2 separate regions of the Urocitellus parryii genome follow, and region 2 is linked to region 1. A link is a contact called in public Hi-C data. All regions are on one chromosome and are shown on one strand. The core of a region is the stretch at or near the end of the contact, and the rest is flanking DNA. Distances in the headings are between cores, read along the strand shown.

Region 1 (2,632 bases), core at 61-2,560:
CTACTGGGATTACAGGCATGTCCCACTGCACCCAGGCTGCCAGTTTTATATATTTACATTTGCTTGGATCAGGGGCCAGCTCCTGCATGAAGCAAGTGGTAACTCTAGCCAAATAAGCACAGCGCTCAATGCGTGTGGTACTGTGTGGTGCGTGTACATGTGTACTTCATGCGCTGGTGAGGGCATGCGTGCTTGAAGGTATGTGAAGCCCAGTGTGTGGGTCTAGCACATAGTCCTGCAGGTGTGTCACAGTAGTGTCTCTGAGGTATAAAAGTCATTGTGTTTGGGTGCATGTCTGGGAGAGTATGGCTGATATTCAAACCCCTTCTTGCAAGGCTTTTGCATTTAGAAATCCACACAAGCCTGGTCCCATCCATCTTTAAAATAGACAATTGGAGAGCTGCCTGTTGATCAGGACGCACACAGACAGCACAACACTTTTTCTGAGTGTGCAGCAACTCTTATTTGGGTAAAAGTTTGGGCTGTGAAGGAACACCCACCTGAGAGGGCCAGGAATTCTTCTGGGCCTCAGTCCCTCCAACCACCCGAGCATTAGTTTCTGGAAAGTTCGGGATGCTGTTTCCTTTGTGGGACAGAAGAAAAGTGAGTGATGACTAAGCATGGGGTCAACCCTGGGTGGAAGTGGGGGTGGGGGTGGGGAGTGGTGGTTGTGTTTGAGGAATGTTAGCTTTGTCTGCAAATTCACAGCTCTTTCCTAACAAATGAGGGGCCCAGCTCTGAGTTCTCTGAGTTCTCTGAGCCTTTTTTTGAAAGTAAGGGAGTCTGCAGTGCCAGAAGTCCCAGGAGTCCTGAAATTCTGTCTTGCTGTGAAGGACCTATCCAAAATCACCAGGCTAGGGACTAGAGGACCCTGTGATCTTAGCTCACCCAAGGTCACCCCTGGGCTGGAGAAGAATCCTCTCCCATACTTTAGCAGGATTCTCCAGGGGACAGGGACAGACATGCACATCCCAGGTGGGCACTGGCTGAGGATGTCCTCTGGCGAAGGAGGCTGGTGGAGAAGCCCAGGTACCCCCAGAAGGGGCTTCTTTCTGCTTCATGATTCAGAGAACTGCCACCCAGAAGGGTCTTACCATGGCCCTCATCTTTCCTATCATGTGCTCCAGAAAAGTAGAACTTTTGCTGGATTCACAGGCAGAGCGTCCCACTCTCCTCTGGGATAGGCAGCTGGCTCCAGCATCAGGAAGGCTTTCCCACCCTCCGGATCAAACCCCCTTACTGTGGAACTCAGGTCAAATGATCCACTTACCATAAAGGACTAGGGTGGCGAACACCAGGAAGCACAGCATGTTGCCAGCAGAGTAGACCACTGTCCCTTGCCTTGAGCCAACCTCTTTATACACCTCTTATCAGCAGCTTTGCTGACCTTCTTCCTGCCAGCTGGCAGGGCTGTGGGTGGAAGGCAGGGAAAAGCACAGGTGACATGGAAGTACAAATGAAAAGATTTCTTTTCAAGTAAACTAATTAATCTGTTCTTCAAAGACAGAAGAAAGTTGGAGCTCAATTAATCATCTGCTTTCAGTTGAAAAACATCCAACAAAATTTCAGAAATAAAATGGAGAACCAGGATGGCTTTCCCCTGGGGTGCACCCCTCATCATCCTACCTTGTCATCCGTCACTGCTCCCACAGTCCTCCAAAGCACCACAGATGCAAAGACCTGCCTGGTGCACGAGTTGATGAAGGCAAGGAGGGGGGAGTGGTCAGTAAGAGGAAGGAGGAGTTAGTCATGGTGGTGCACACCTGTAATCTCTGCTACTTGGGAGCTGAGGCAGTGAAGCAAGAACAGAGATCAGGCAGTTAGTGTAAATAGATGATCAGGTCAGGAAGATAGAAGCTGAATGGGGTCTGGAAGATGGAGGCTGATTCAAAGGAAATGGAATGTTAATATCTTCAGGACACATTCCCTTCACTCATGGCCAAGTCACTTGCCACTGGAGTACTGAAATGCTAATACCTTCAGAGTCCTCTCCCCTGCTGCAACCTGTTGTCAAGGTGATCTCCTTCCAGGGAATTGTTCCTCCCAACAAGGGGCTGTTAATGAATGCCTCCTGGGCTGCTCCCTTTCTTCCTGGACCACTGGGCATTTTCATTCCCACTCTTGGCCCACCTTTTGATCATGAGTCACTTTGGTCATGGGTCATGTAAGCAGGATGGGGAGTGTGTGAGAACAAAGAAATTCTAAAATATATAAAAGGGGCAGGACACCCCCACTTCTTCAGATACCCGCTATGGACCCCTTCTTTCTCCTGGGAGAAGTCTGTTTCCATCCTTTAAATAAAACTTGCTTTCTATGCTTTCTTCAGTGTTTCTCGGGTGTTCAATCTTCACATCTGGGGAAAAGGAACTTGGCTGTGATTGATTCTCATCACCAGCCAGATCTCATTTGGAGGTCCCACCAAGATCACCACAGAGGTATACTCCTTCACATGCACCCCATATCTTTTCTTTCTTTCTGGAGTACGCCCCTTCCCTCACAGATCAGATTCTAGTTATTCGGACTCTAGGGTTTTGAGGGAGGGACGTGGAATTGTTCTTAGGGAAGTGCCTGGGTTCCCTTTGTTCATAGCATTTACAGGTAGTCGAGATTCTCCCCATTGTTGTTTCGATGT
Region 2 (2,632 bases), core at 38-2,537, 240 kb before region 1:
TCTTGCTAAGTTGCTGAAACTGGATTTGAACTTACCATCCTCCTGACTCAGTGTCATTAGTCACTAGAATTACAGACATACTTGATTCCACGGTTTTAAGTGGAATGCTCTCTTTACCACCCCTCATGGAGATTAAATACTCCTATGTACCCAAGAGAACTGTTAATGCTGGGAGTCAGTTAAATGCCACTTCTAGAAATCCTTTCAAGTATTAATTTATTCTAAAATATGTACTTGGCATATACTATATATACCAAATATGTCATTTAATGTTGAAGGTGCAGCAGCGAACAGGACAAATGGGTCTCCCTTCGACCTCCCAAGTAGCTGGGATTGGAATGCGTTACTGTGCCCTGGTAGACCACTTTTTCTTTTGGGCCATGCCAAGGGATAAATCACAGTTCAGGTTCACAAAGCTGATGAAACGAGGTTAATAAATATATAAACAACATAAGTAATACGTGCTATAAATAAAGACTAAAGAGTGACACGGAGGAGAGTGTGTATCCTTTTTGTGGGCACTATTTCAAAGAGGGTTGTCAGAGAAAGCCTTTCAGAGAAGTAACATTTGAGATCGAGCTTGGACTTCTGCTGTACACACATAACGAATGACAATTTTCCACGAACCTAGTTCTGGAAATAAAAATAAAAAGGGAGATTAACTGGTCTCCCTTTTTAGGGCTTTACTAATAAAACAAATAAAGTGTACATGAAAAAGAAACATCTAAAGATGGACTATCATTGAATAAAAAATTTGTTCTCAAAAAAACAAACAAACAAAAAATCACCAAGTGTCCCGAATGACTGCAAGTGGACAGTTATGGCCTATTAGGCCGCCACCAGGAGAGGGCGCCGCGGGTCCTCTCACACCCAGGAGGCGCCGAGTTCCCCGGCAATGCCAAACTGACTTCTGACACCTAACGATCAAGGCCCCCGTCGCCCCGAGCGGAGGTCAAGGGCAGCGCGGGGAACCCCTAAGGCTCTAGGGAATTGCAGAGGGCACCAGGGCCTTCAAGGAGACGGCGACCTCTGGATCGCAAACCCCTCCAGAAGCAGCAGCCCTTGCTCCCTCGGGGAGAGACGGTTTCCGGCGTCACTACACCAGAGAAGACTGCTTATCCAATCCTGGCTCCTCCTTCCGCTCTTGCCTTTTGAGACCTTCCTCAGACACACACGTGCGGGAGCCAAGCAGGCTGCGGCTACCAATCAGCATTCAGGAAAGGCGCATGCGTAACGGGTAGTGAACTTTGACTTGGAGTCGACCTCCTCTCTTTCCCCCCTCCCTCGCTGTGAAAATGGCGCTGTCCAGGGTGTGCTGGGCACGGACTGCGCTTTGGGGTTCGGTCGTCACCCCTGGACCCTTTGTCATTCGGAGACTGCAACTTGGTCGCCCTGGCTTTGCTTGGGGAGCCCCTTGGTGAGGGATCTGGAGAGAGAAAAGCACTTTTGACAGGCCTTTCCAGCGGCTCAAACTTGCTTTCTTATTCTCAGGGTTCTACTCCTTGGCCCCAGGATTTTTATTCTTCTTTGCAGGATTCGAACTCTGATCCCGGCCAGAGACCTGATTTCTGACCCTCTCGACTCTCAGTGTTTCATATTGGTTGATCCCCACAACCCGGGCTCATCTTTCAGCCTCTCTTTTTTGGCTTAGGTTTTACCGCCGCTATCTCCATCCACCCTCTCTGTCCTTAGCTTGCAGTTCAGATTGCCCCATAGCCCTGCATCTGTCCAGGCTCATACCACTTCCAGACTTCTCTTCCCGCTTGACTTCTGCCTGATGTGTCCTTCTCAATCTGATTGCTTCTCTCTCCTTGACCCCAAGATCAAGTTTCTTGAACTTCAGGTTTCAAGTCTTGACATACATTCTCTGAGACTTGTTTTTACATTAGGAATCCCAGGTGTGAGGGGTTTCTAGGGCTGGTTCCCAGATAGTCTCTTTGATCTTCCTTGTAGGTCGTCAAAGCTTCACCTTTCTCCAAAGGCAGATGTGAAGAGTTTGATCTCTTATGTTGTGACCAAGACAAAAGCGATTAATGGGAAATACCATCGTTTCTTGAATCGTCATTTCCCCCGCTTCTATATCCTGTACACAACCTTCATGAAAGGTAAAAACAAAGCTAAAATAGAAATAACCGAATCAGCTCTTGGGCAATGTCAGAGAGTTGGAATAAGTAAAATCATTTACAATTTCTGCGAAGGGGGTGTGAGCTGGGATATCTTCTGTTTCATAAATGTTTGAGCATTAAACTAATTCTTATAAATTAGCACTTCTTAAGAATATTTCTAGAGGGGCTAGGGTTTTGGCTCAATGGTAGAGTGCTCTCCTAGTGTGTGCCAAGCATTGGGTTCAATCTTCAGCACCACATAAAAATAAATAAATAAAATATATTGTGTCCAACTATAACTTAAAAAATATTTTTAAAAAAGAATGTTTCTAGAAAGATGTTTTGAGAGACAACCTCTGACAACACAGGAGGTAGAAGAATTATATTCTTGTGCTTTTCTTAACCACAGTTTTTGCTATAGTAGAAATTCCTTGTCTCTCATAAAGACAGGGATTTATGGCTGTACAGACTTGCCCAATGATTTATCCCTTGTCATGGCCCATAAGAAAATGTGGCCTAACTGGGCA

The links. Hi-C and Micro-C count contacts between places; a contact is called where the count stands out from the background.
Region 2: a Hi-C map of muscle shows a contact between it and region 1, with 4 times the contacts expected there. The contact joins the promoter of Letmd1 here to the promoter of Cela1 in region 1. A contact is called at or near these places in 2 of 2 Hi-C or Micro-C datasets (liver and muscle).

What each region holds. Positions count from the first base shown.
Region 1 is chr5:64,861,083-64,863,714 of mUroPar1.hap1, reverse strand. It overlaps Cela1 (chymotrypsin like elastase 1), which reads right to left and starts at 1,310. Exons shown (of 8, transcript XM_026398626.1): 1 at 1,271-1,310; 2 at 501-583. The coding sequence starts at 1,310.
Region 2 is chr5:65,097,062-65,099,693 of mUroPar1.hap1, reverse strand. Letmd1 (LETM1 domain containing 1) reads left to right here and starts at 1,287. Exons shown (of 10, transcript XR_003301694.2): 1 at 1,287-1,417; 2 at 1,954-2,105.